Linked DNA regions of Sus scrofa: region 2 is linked to region 1. Evidence: chromatin contacts called from public promoter capture Hi-C data. All regions are on one chromosome and are shown on one strand. Each heading gives the region's core, a stretch centred on a gene start, on an enhancer-like site or on the middle of the called end of the contact. The rest is flanking DNA. Distances are from core to core; before and after follow the strand shown. Region 1 holds the start of YWHAB (14-3-3 protein beta/alpha). Region 2 holds the start of ZNF335 (zinc finger protein 335).

The links. Promoter capture Hi-C pulls out the DNA fragments that hold promoters and counts their contacts.
Region 2: a promoter capture Hi-C map of liver shows a contact between it and region 1, with 2.4 times the contacts expected there. The contact joins the promoter of ZNF335 here to the promoter of YWHAB in region 1. A contact is called at or near these places in 1 of 5 promoter capture datasets (liver) and 1 of 2 datasets of contacts at active chromatin or transcription factors (alveolar macrophages).

The regions. Positions count from the first base shown.
Region 1 is chr17:47,295,416-47,301,860 of Sscrofa11.1, forward strand. It overlaps YWHAB (14-3-3 protein beta/alpha), which reads left to right and starts at 2,605. Exons shown (of 6, transcript XM_005672961.3): 1 at 2,605-2,823.
Region 2 is chr17:48,150,725-48,157,169 of Sscrofa11.1, forward strand. ZNF335 (zinc finger protein 335) reads right to left here and starts at 2,527. Exons shown (of 27, transcript XM_021077367.1): 1 at 2,386-2,527; 2 at 1,456-1,706; 3 at 1-23. The coding sequence starts at 1,656.

The DNA.
Region 1 (6,445 bases), core at 1,355-3,854:
CCTGGATTATGTCTTGCAAGATTGTAAGGAATTGTTATTAATTTCGTTCAGCGTGATCATGGAGTTATGGTTGTTATTTTTTTTCTAATTCTTACTGTTGGAGCTATATATTAATATGTTTATGAATGCAATGATATGATACCTGGGATTTGCTGTAAGATAGTGCTGTTAAAAAAAAAGTGGGATGGAGTTCCCTTCGTGGCTCAGTGGTTGACAAATCCTACTAGGAACCATGAGGTTTCGGGTTTGATCCCTGGCCTCGCTCAGTGGGTTAAGGATCTGGCGTTGCCGTGAGCTGTGGTGTAGGTCACAGACGTGGCCTGGATCCCGCATTGCTGTGGCTCTGGCGTAGCCTGGTGGCTACAGCTCCGACTGGACCCCTAGCCTGGGAACCTCCACATGCCTTGGGTGTGGCACTAGAAAAAACAAAACAAAAAAAAAAAAGTGGGAGTTCCCGTCGTGGTGCAGGGGAAAGGAATCTGACTAGGAACCATGAGGCTGCGGGTTCAATCCCTGGCTTCGCTTAGTAGGTTGAGGATCTGGCATTGATGTGAGCTGTGGTGTAGGTTGCAGACCAGGCTCGGATCCTGCGTTGCTCTGGCTGTGGTGTAGGCTGGCAGCTGTAGCTCTGATTCGACCCCTGGCCTGGGAACCTCCATATGCCACAGGTGGGACCCTATAAAGACAAAAGACAAAAAAAAAAAAAAAAAAAGTGTGAGAGCTTGCAGAAGAGTAAAATAAAGCTGAGTGATGGGTACATGGAGTTTACTGTACTATGCTCTCTACCATTGTGTTGCTTTGGAAATTGTTATAATAAAAAATGAAAGAAAGAGAATGAAAAGAGGGAGTTCCTGTCATGGCACAGAGGAAACGAATCCGACTAGGGACCATGACGTTGTGGGTTCGATCCCTGGCCTCTCTCAGTGAGTTATGGATCCGTCATTGCCATGTGTTGCAGTGAGCTGTGGTGTAGGTTGCAGATGTGGCTCTGATTAGACCCCTAGCCTGAGAACTTCCATATGCTGTGCAGGTACGGCCCTGAAAACAAAAACAAAACAAAACAAAACAAAAACCCAAAGGGTTTTTAGAAAGACTGGCGCTGGCATGTTGGGAGGATAAGGAATCATCCAATAGAACTGGGGTTTTGTGATGAGGAAGAAATAGCAGAAAGAGGCTGAAGGATAGGGGCAGCTTCTAGAAAAACTTGATTGCCACACACAAAGAGCTTATCAATAAGGATTAAATAAGATCTGAATAAAGAATTTAAGCAAGAAAAGAACACAATTAGAATGCTTTTTTATGTTTGTTTTTTGACCTCACCTGTGGCAGGTCAGGGGTTGAACCTGTGCCACAGCAGTGACAAAGCCAGATCCTTAACCCACTGAGCCACCAGGGAACTCCTAGAATGGGGTTTTGAAAAGATCATTTCAGGGAGTTCCCATTGAGGCTGAATGGGTTAAGAACCTGGCATTGCAGAGGGCTGCGGAGTAGGTCACAGATGCGTCTCGGATCTGACGTTGCTGTGTCTGTGGCTTAGGTAGGCAGCTGCAGTTCTGATTCACCCCTAGCCCAGGAACTTCATATGCTGCGGGTACGGCCCTTAAAAGAAAAGAAAAGAAAAGAAAAGATCATTTCAGCAGTTGATGGGAGCAGGACTGGGGGTAGCGTGAAGAGTTAGAAGTCTATCATTAAGCTAAAGCAAAGGAGAAATGACAAAGGCTTATCTATTTACTCTGTTCTATTTCGTATCAGACTATAAACTCCAAGACAGCAGGGCCACGTCTATCTTGTTCTTGCTGTGTCTCCAGCACGAAACAAAAAGTCTGCTTCATAAATATTCGCTGAAAGAATGAATGAAAGGGAGGCAGTGGAGGTGAGGCATTTTGAAGAACTGGGCTTAATAGTCACTGGCCTTGGCAAGGGCAGAATGGTGATAAATGGTGAGAGCAGATGGGAATGGGGTGGGGGGTGTCGTGGAGCCTGGTTCCTTAAGATTCCTTTAAGAGCTTGGGTGAGGGGGTATTCTATCACGGACACAGGCTTCCAAAAAAAAAAAAAAAAACAACACTTCACAGGTCTAATTCCTGGCCTTCTCGGTTCACAAAAGGAGGAAATGATCAGTATTTTGAAGGACTGAAGGGAGGATTAAGGAAAAATTTAGCAAAAATTTCTGTCCTTCCTTAAACGCAGTGTTTCCAAAGCACACAGCAAAAGGGGACTAACTTCAACCTCACTCAGTGACGATGATTTTTTGGGTGGGGTGGGAACCAATGACCTCAGAGACTCTGGGCCCGGCCAGGGCGACTCCCTAGCCTAAGCCTCAGGCCCGCCCAACCCCAAACCTTGCCCAGCCCCCTCGTTTCCACATGTCGCTTTTCTAGATTCCCCCCCTCAGCCCCGCCTCCACTCCGCCCACCTCCTTTTTCAGCTCCCCGCCCCCATTTCCGTCCCCCTACACCCGCCTCCTCCTAGCTCCCTACCCCGACCCCCGCCCTCCCCCCGGCCGCAGCATCCCGGCCCTTAGCTCTCCTTCCTCCTCCCTCTGTCCGCGCCCCTCTCGGGCGGCCGGGGCAACCCCGTGCCCTGCTCACCCAATGAGGAGACGGCTCAGGGGCGGGGCTCGAGCCGAAGCGGAAGTGGTGACCGGAGCGGAAGTGGAGCCGCCGCCACCGCCGCCGCCGATTCCGGAGCCGGGGTAGCTGCTGCCGCCGCCGCCACTGCAGCTGCCGCCGCTGCCGCCAGAGGAGTGGGCTTGGGAAAGAAGCGGTCACCGCGCCGGGAGCTCCGCTCGCAAGCTTTTTTGCCCCCTGCAGCCCTCCCACGGTGAGTGCGGCGCGGGGTCCGCCCGGGGCCCCCAGGGGCCCAAGCTCCAAACTACCCCCCCCACAGGCGGCGGCTGCAGCAACGAGGGCGACCCGCAGGTGGGCCCGGGTGGCAGCGGCGCGCGGCCTGTTCAGCCCCGTGCGGCCGCCTGCGGCGCGGGCTCGGCCTCGCCGCGGCCCCTCCCTGTTTCCGGGGCCGGGCCCTTAGCTCTGGGAGAGGCCCCGGCCGCCCTCGCCGCCTGCGGCCCTGCCCGGCGGGCGGGGTGCGGCTCTGTGCCGGGCCGGAAGGGAATCGTGTCCCGGACCCCTGACCGCCCCTCATCACCCATCTTCGATTCCCTCGAGACCCCTCCCTGCGCCTTGAGCAGCCAGAACCGACCCTTTCAGCCCTGTCACCCCCTGCGCCTCGCTTTCCGGTTCCCAAAAATGAAATTTAACCAAATGCAGGCGAGTTCTTGAGCCGCAATGGCCCTGCTCGACTCCCTCTGGATGGGTAAGGGGTTTAACCTTGGGAGAGAGCAGAGAGAAGACCCCCTCCCACTTTGCAGTAAAGCCATTTCATCATCGTTCGCTGGTGCGGGAGCCTGACAGAACCCGAGATTCCCTAGGAAGCACAGGGTTGAGGTTTGAATCGAGAAAATGCGTTTGGTGGAACCGGTTACTGAGTCAGGCCGGACCCCCAGAAAAAAAAAATAAATAAAAAATGTCAGAGGTTGAGAATCGGAATATTTTCCCACGTTATTTCCCATCATTTAATGCCAGAGTCTCTTTTGTCCTCGCCCCAAATTCCCCTATACTGTGGGCTAGCACGTTTTTAGGACTGAAATTTGCCCGGTGGTGGAGAAGGGGTGGGTGTGATTAGGCCCCTTTTCTTCCCAAGATGAATACATCTTTGTCTCTTGCAAATGGAGAACTCACGTGTAATGGGGCTTTCAAAGGCGGCAGTATTGGTAAGACAGTTTGCCAACCTTTCTGTGAAAATTCATGTCTTTTGTCCTTGCCGTCACTGCTTTTCCCTTTGGTAAGGCTAGATGGCATCAGGTTCTGATTTTGCTTGCCCTGTGTGGGAGACGGAATTTGGCAATCAAGCGGCTACAGGAGCCAGAACAGAAGGATGAAGCACTTGGAAGAATGTGAAAATTGTCTGCATTTCTCACTCTGTCTCAGTTGTTCACATGAAACCGCACACGTATGTGGTTTATAGAACCAGACACGTGGGTACTCAGTTTTTTGCATTTTCATGTTAGAAATTTATATATGTTAATATTACTTGGTTCTTGGTCATTTCCTTCTTGACTGCTTCCAGAGCACCCCTTTTCTTATCTAGGAACGTGTCAGGGCCCTCATTTTTCTTGGATCTGTGTTCTTAGCACAGGTGGTGAGGGTAATATCTGTCAATTTGACTGGACCCAGGTTAGAATTGTACAGGTGATCTTCACAGTGGAAGGCTAATAATAATCCAGAAGCAACTGCTGAATTATTTTCCTGGTCTCTCCTTTCAGTGAGATAAGAAACCATTCATCCATCTAACCCACGAAGTCTTTATGAGAAATAAGATGCTTTGGCCTAGACCACACACCTGGTTTTCAGGTTGAATATCCTCATTCATCAGTAGCAAATATTTATGGCCCGTCAGCCCCTGGAGTATGGCTCCTACCCTATAATCTTCTGTACATTTCCCATCATGCAGTGCTTGCATTACATTGAAGCCATTTTAGAATTGGAGCTCTGTAGATCTGGAAGCAGCCTGCAGAAAACCAGGCTGAGCAAATTCCCACAATGCCAGTTCTCAAGGCAGAGTCTCCAGAGATTCGGGCCGCTGCAAAAAGTGCATTTTACCCATTTGGCTGTGGCTGTTGAAGCAGAGAGAGCACTGGACTTGGAGTCAGGTAAATTTGATTCCAGTTGTGTTTGCAGCATTTTCTAGCCGTGTGCAGCTTAATCTCTGCTGCTTGGTTTTTCTATCTCCAGAGTTGTCAAGAGACTTTCTCACAAACTGTAAATTGTTAAATATAAGCCTCTAGTTTTGTGTTTGAATCACAGGGTTCACTATTAAGGGCTTTCTTTTTGCCTTGATTACATTCTGAGGAGACCCAATCCTCTTTGTATACATGTTGCTTTCAAAGAATGATACATCATGATAAAATTGAACTTTGTGTAGAGCCTCTTCAGCCTTTTCTGAGCCCATTTTCTCATCTGACCAGTGCCAGTGGTAATAGTGTTTGATGTGTTATTGCGACAGACTCAATAATTAAAATCAAGGTGTGAGATCTAACTAGATGTTTGGTAAATGTTTTGATTGTATTCATGAATATTATGCATATATGGACTAGCTACCATTTATATGTGCTGAGTGTTGCTCTCAGCACATACACATTAACTAAGCTTTCATAACAACCAGTGGTAGGTAAATACTGTTAGCCACATTTTACAATTGAGGAAATTGAGGCACAGAGAAGTTAAATAATTTCCCTGAGGAGATGCGCGCGCGCACACACACACACACACACACACACACCTCTCGCTGGGTAGGTGTTGGAGCCAGGAATCAAAGCCAGGCAGTCTGGCTCTAATGATAGATTTCTTCTTGTGGTAGAACAATTCACATGTTTCAGGTGAACACCATTTAGTAGTTGGTTTTTCTTTACATGTATTTTATCCAAGAAAGTGTATTTGGACAAGAATTTTAGCAATTTTTGAAAATACATAAGATGTAATTTATTGGGAAGGAATATATTCTTTCTGGCATGCAGGGAAGATACTGCTAGTGTGCACTAGGAAGCAAGCTTGCGAAAAACCCAGCTTTTCTAGTATTTGCTTCATACCAGGGAGAAAATTCATCTGTTAGTTTGTGGCACACTGATTTATCAAATCCTAGGTAGTTGTAATAGAATTTGGTTAGGACCAAATATTTTTATATCTATATAGGTAGTAGAAGAACCATTCTAAATTATAATGTCCTGTTATGCTGCCTGCTCTTTCAGTGGTATTAAAGTAAGCAATTTTCCTTTAAATGATAGCTTGGAGAATGAACTAACATTTACTTGTAAAGGGAATTTAAGTTCCTGGGTTCGTACATTTTTCTAGGAACAGAGGATGACAATTCACACTGGCCAGGAGGCAAGAAATTGTATGATAGCCGTTTTCAAGCTTTAGAACCATCTTGATCTCTACACGAATAGATCTTAGTCTTCTGTTTGTCATGGCGGAGAAACCATGAGCTGGATTTTGAGGGAATTTTTTTTTTTTTTTTGGTCTTTTTGCCTTTTCTTGGGCTGCTCCCAAGGCATATGGAGGTCCCCAGGCTAGGGGTCTAATCGGAGCTACAGCTGCTGGCCACAGCCACAGCCACAGCCACAGCAACATGGGATCGAAGCTGTATCTGCGACCTACACCACAGCTCATGGCAACATCGGATCCTCAACCCACTGAGCAAGGCCAGGAAGGATCGAACCCGAAACCCCACGGTTCCTAGTTGGATTTGTTAACCACTGCGCCACGACGGGAACTCCTGAGGGAATTTTTCTAAAGGGAATAGTTAGGGAGGAAGAATGAACAAAAGTACTTTCTATCATGTGAGTGCTAAATTGTTCAGCTTTCTCTGCTAAAAGATCCAACATAGG
Region 2 (6,445 bases), core at 1,277-3,776, 860 kb after region 1:
GAGCTGCTCTCGGATACGTCCTCCTGGGGGCCAGGAAACAGGGAGAGAGGTAGTTTAGGAGCCACGGATGGGGCAAGGCAGGCTACCCCCCACCTTGGCCCAAGGACATGGTGAGTGGAGCCACCCACACCCTGAGCCCCATCATGGACCAGTGGGAGAAGCCCTCTTGTCACAGAGCCTCCCAATTGCAAGCCCCAGGGTCTCTGGCTTTGGTGAGATACAAGGCTCCACATCCCCCATGCTCCACCCAACAGCCAGGTGGAGCTGATCTCCCGTCTGAATCGCTCCCTAGCATCACATCATGGCTAACTCCTCCTCAGCCTTCTCAATGCCATTCAGCTGGTCCCTCTTCTGGGAAGCTGACCCTAATGCCCAAGGCCAAGTGAAGACCTCTCCATCCTTAGTGACGTGGTGGCCTGTATCCCCCATCACATCATGGTTCCCAGGTCGGACTCTCCGTGAGGGCTGGGACCACATCTCTCTTGTCTCCTGACGTATCCTCAGGGCCCAGCAGCAGCTGGGCACATGCTAGGTCCATTTCTGCTGAATCAAAATCCCTGGGCCCTAAAGTGAAGGCTATTGCTGTGTTGCTCTATAATGCAATGTCCTGAAAATGATCACCACCTTGCAGACACTGACCACGATAGTAGCTGATACTTAGCGACTGCTTACCATGCACTGACCACTGTGTTCACTGTTTAGCATGTATCGAGTCATTTAATCCTCAATAAAACCCTATTGAAGAAGGTATATTTCTTTTTTTAAATGTTTTTATTGCTATTTCCCCAGTACGATTTTTTCCCTACTGTACAGGAAGGTGACCCAGTTACACATACATGTATACATTCTTTTTTCTCACATTATCATGCCCCAACCATTAGTGACTAGACATAGTTCCCAGTGCTACACAGCAGGAGAAGAAGGTATATTTCTTCTTCCCACCCTACAGATGAGAAAACTGACAGCTGAAAGTTGGGTTGCCTGCCCAAGATTACAGAACTAGGAGGTGGAAGAACCGGGAGACTATTTTACAAGGTGTTTCCAAGAAAATGTGTGGTAGGAGCTTGCAACAGAGCACTCTCAGCAGCAGGCATTTCTGCTCCGTTTTACAGGAAGAAAACTGAGGCTCAAAGAGGTCTCCCAGTGAATCAGAGGTAGAGCCAAGACTTGAACTAGGTTTCACCTGCATCTCTAAGAGTGAGGAGAGTGGGTAGTGCAGGAGCTCAGCCCGCAGTCTAGATCTGAATCCTGGCTCTGTGCCTCAGTTTCTTTCTCTGTGAGATGTGGGAAAGACTGATATATGCCTTACAAGGTATGAGAGCCAAAAGAGAAAATTCAAGCCAGGGGCTTGGCACGGTGTCTGGCTCACAACAAACCATAAACAAATATTGGTTATAAGCAAGCCTTGCTGGCTTCCCCTTGGAAGCTGCTGCCTCCCCCCAACGCCGGCCATACCAGAGAGCTGCTACCGCGGTCCGAGCTCTGACCCACGCGGGAGTCGTCGGCCTCCGCCGGCCCCGGGGCGGCCGCCGCGTCGCTGCTGTCGGCCGACACGGCTTCCGAGGTGCCCACACCCAAGCCGCTCTCAGAGGGCTCTTCGGGCTGGCCAGGCCCAGGGGCCGCGTCGCTACTGCTCTCCACCTCGTTCTCTTCCATTGGTTCCGGGGGAGGCCTGACAGGAGGGCGCAGGATCTGGGGCCTTCACTCTGCGAGAAGCGGTGACGGGGGCTGGAACAGGTGGGCCTCCTCCTCGGCCCCGGCCATCGCGGCCCACCCAGCTGCACCCATGCGCCCATTTCGCAGATGCAGAGACCGAGTAGCCGGCGGGGCGGGGCTTTCTAGTGTACCGCGAGGGGAGCTTCGGGAAAACAGAACCAGGAAGCCTTGCTTCCCCGTCTCGGGCTCCTTCCCCATCCCCGGGAGGGTCGTCAATGGCGGGTAATCTTGACCCTTTTCTCCTCCCCTCCATGATTCCAGCAGAGTGGTTCACTCTACGGGGCCCGATCAGGCTCAGTGGTTCAGCCCTTTGGTCCCCCAAGTCCCCCCGGGGGAAGGGTCGGTGGTACAGCCCGCAGGCCCCCTGGGTCAGCAGCTTGCTCCCCCCCTCCCCTGGTTCGCGTGCGGAGGGGGCTGACAGCGACGGTCCCGGGGCCTGGAGACTCGGGGCTGTCCCCGGCGCTGCCTGCGCTCCAGGCCCGACGCCATCTTGTGGTGGCGCCGAGTTTCCGCTCAGGCAAGTCCGAGAGCAACTAAAGGGCCTGGGACCCCGGGGCCCTGTTCGGACAGCCCCGCCGGGCTCGGCACCTCGCTGCCGGGTATCCCCGCATTGTGGCCTCACTTCACGGAAGGGTGCAGTGGGGCGACCTGACTCTACCCGACGCTCACCTGACGCTTCCGTAACCGCGTTCCTCCCCGACTCCGGCATCGACGAGGTCGCCATCCTCTTTCCCCCGTTGCGGAGGGACCCATCGGTGTATTGCAGGCCGGAACTACTTCCTACGCCGGCCCGGAGAAAGACAGGCTTCCAGTGTGCTGGAAGGTGGTTCCGAGGCCTCAAAAGTATACTAGAGCCCTAAGAGAATGTAGAATTTTTTATAGCGCTTAGTACCGGTGGTGGAGTCAGCTATGGTTTGGGGACTACTTTCTCTCGCGGCGGATGAATACCTAGGAGTTGTGTGACGTCATCCCTGGGTCCCTTCCTTGGGCCGCAGGGCTGGGCGCGGCTAAGGCTGGCCCCACTTCCGGGGGCGTGACTCCCAGTGGCCTGTCCACGCCCTTCCCGGAACAGTCCGAATGGAGTGCGACTGGCTTGGCGGGAGGGAGGTATCTGTTATGCGTCCTTTCGCCTGGCTTTTAACCAATTACTTTGCATTCTCATCGTACCCAATCAAATCTTTCCCGATTAGGTTTGACGTGTCCTGGGAGGAGGGGAGCGTATAATCCTGGTTTTACAAATGGGGAAACTGAGGCCCCGAGATGGGAGGTGGCTGGTCCAAAGTCACATCAAGTATAGGGATTCTGAATGCAAACCCGAATGGCCAGAGTTGGAGAAATGGAGATGAGTGAGTGCCTGGCCCTTCTTGAGCTTTGGACACAGATTTGTTACATAATAGAGATGGAGGTCAAGCTACCTCCACAGCCCTTCTCTGCTCAATATATGTAGATGTATTTAGAAGTCTGCAGCTTTTCAGAAAGGTACGACTTTCCCCTTCTGATGCTTGAAATGCCACCTTTGGCAGTACCCTCTGTTTAAGCCTTTTTCGCATTTTGCTCAGGAGACTGGTTCTCCGGTTTGTCCCAGAGTCTTGTTGCATAAGTTGTTTTCATCAATTGAAAAATACAAATGGGGAAGGGGGCGGTGGGAGAAATCTAAACCCCTGCAAAGAAAACCTGCTTAAAAAGACAGGGTGTTTCAGCTATTATGGTTTGTTGTACTGAGTATGAGGGGGTTTCCCTGGTCTTTTCCTAGGAGCAGGTTTTGGTAGGAGGAAGACAGCATGAGGCCTCTGGATTGGCTCTGCCCACTCGCAACCACTACCCCCCATTCAGCAGTTCCAGGCTCCCAGAGCAGCCCTAGAGAGCTGGATAAACAAGGGCATGATAGCAGGTTGGTTTGCTCCCCACTAGGCAGTTTTTCCAATCTGATTCCTCAGTCCTACAGAGCCACCTCCAATCCCCATTCCACGCCACTGGGATGTATCCTGCCAAGCGACCTCCCTCAAGGACATCCGGGTACTGAGGAGTACCTCCACAGCACCTATTCCATTCCCAACCCAACGAAGGCACAGTCCTAACCTTGGCCTTTGCCACCAAATCATAAGGTTGCAGAATGTCATGATATAGAAAATAACCGCCTCATCAAGGAGCTCAAGACCAGAGAGTGAAAGCTCATGGCCTAAGGTCTTAATGCCTTGAAACAAATATCGCAGTTCTTCCATTACAAAGGCAAGCAAGCCAACCTGGTTTGTTGACTGCTGTTCCAGGGTTCTTCCCACCAGAATATGTAGTTTGTAGTTCTGGCCTCAGCTTTGATGGGGAGACTTCTAGAAGCAGTGAAGGAGCTCCGGGTCAGAAGGACGTTCAAGTGGACCGTTGAGAAAAATGCTGAGGAGAAGAGCCAAGTGGGAAGAAGGCGGGAGAGCACTTTCCGTGAGCCCTACCCCATGCCAGGCACTGCGCATGTGCTTTGCTGCATCACAGTACCTTAAGGAAGCAGGGGCTGTTACAGTCTTCCATGGCAGAGGAGGAAGCTGAGACTCAGAGGAGGGGACATGACTTGTCCAAGGTCACACAGCCTAGAGGATAGTGCTGGGATATGGACCCAGGTCTGTCTGATTCTAAAGCCCCAAGCAGTTTAAATACCATGTGAAGGATGCCTCGTAACTATGGTTACTTAAAATACTCTGTACCGGAGTTCCCGTTGTGGTGCAGTGGTTAACGAATCCGACTAGGAACCATGAGGTTGCAGGTTAGGTCCCTGCCCGGGTTCGGTCCCTGACCTTGCTCAGTGGGTTAACGATCCTGCGTTGCCGTGACCTGTGGTGTAGGTTGCAGATGCGGCTCGGATCCTGCGTTGCTGTGCCTCTGGCGTAGGCTGGGAGATACAGCTCCGATTAGACCCCTAGCCTGGGAACCTCCATATGCTGCAGGAAGCAGCCCAAAGAAATAGCAAAAAAAAAAAAAAAAAAAAAAAAAAAACAAACAAAAAAAACTCTGTACCACTGTTTTTCTTTTTTCTTTTTCTTTTCCTTTCCTCCTTCCTTCCGTCCTCCCTTCCTTCCTGTACCTGAGGCTTGTGGAAGTTCCCTGGCCAGGGATGGAACCCACGCCACAGCAGCAACCCGAGCTACAGCACTGACAATGCTGGATCCTTTACACTATGCCACCAGGGAACTCTACAGTCACTGTTTTAAGCACTTTCCCTACATTAATTTAGTCACAACTACTCTGAGGTAGTTGCCATTATCATCTCCGTTTTATCTTTTTTCTGGTCTCTTTGTCTTTTAGGGCTGCACTTGTGGCATATAGAAGTTCCCCACCTAGGGGTCCAGTCAGAACTGCAGCCGCCGGCCTATGCCACAGCCACAGCACTGTGGGATCCGAGCCACGTCTGCAACCTACACCACAGCACATGGCAATGCTGGATCCTTAACCCACTGAGCAAGGCCAGGAATCAAACCTGAGTCCTCATGGATGCTAGTTAGGTTCGCTAACTGCTGAGCCACGACAGGAACTTCTATCATCTCCATTTTACATATGAGAAAACAGGCACAGGACAGTAAAGGGATCTAAGGTGGAGCTGGGATAGAAAACCAGGCATTCTGGCTCTAAGTGCCACGCTTTTAGATTGCTATCCTACTTCTCACGTAATAAAATTACCTGGTTCTTAGGTGATCCTTTAACTCTCTTTTCCTGAGCCAGTGTGGTTACTATTTTACCATTTTATGGAAGAAGAAACTAAAACCCAGAGGGAGAAAGTGACTTGCTCAAGATCACACAGCAAGTTTTTCCTGGTCTACTGGAGAGGGCTGCCCTTCCAGGCCAGATCTCCTGCAGCAACTAATAATCACACGAGCTAATGTTTACGGAGCGCTAACCAAGTACCCGGTGCTTCCTTAGGGGCTTTATATGCATCTTTAAACTGTAATCATCACAACAGCCAGAGATCCTAGATACTCTCAATAGTCCCACATTACAGATGAGGAAACTGAGGCTCAGGAGCAGTGAAGGGACTTGTCCAAGGTCACGAACTGGATGATCAGTTGAGCTGAGATGCAAACCCCGGTTTCCAGACTCCCAGTCCAGTGCTCCTTCCCATGGGTTGCCCCAGGCAGGCAGCAGGTGGGTCTAGGTGCATCTCTATCTTCTCTCCCTGTGTCACCGCCATCTATGGGTTTAGCTAAACCTCTTCTTAAAAGACCTATTTTTAGCTTAAAACTCTCCCACCGCTCGGGATAATGAGTTCCTTAAGTTGAGTCCCGTGGTGTAAATTAAGGCTTCATTTTATTTGTCCTCAATCTTTCTTTGTCAGGATTGGAGCAGGGAAGCCAGGAAAAAGCCCTGGGACCAGAATACTTGCATTCAGAAGCAGGCTTTAGTCCAAATTGTGTTGACAATTCCAGAGACCCAGGCAGTGGGTGACATTTCTGCAGACATCTCATCTGATCATTACAGAGACAGTATTTTCATGTCTTTTAATCTGCCTTGTTTCCTGTGACATTCCTAACACTTAGCACAGCTTTTCAGTCACAAGGAAGCTACCAGAGACCTATTTGTTGAATGACTGAATGACTTTTACTTTATAGACAAGGAAGCAGAGGCATAGAATAGCAGGGGTCTAGCCAGGAAAACAAGACCCAGGCCTGGTGATTCCAAAAAAGGGAATCAAATTGGGAGAAATAGAAATGAAGGTGTTGGGAGGGTTGACTGAAAGGGAAACTGAGGC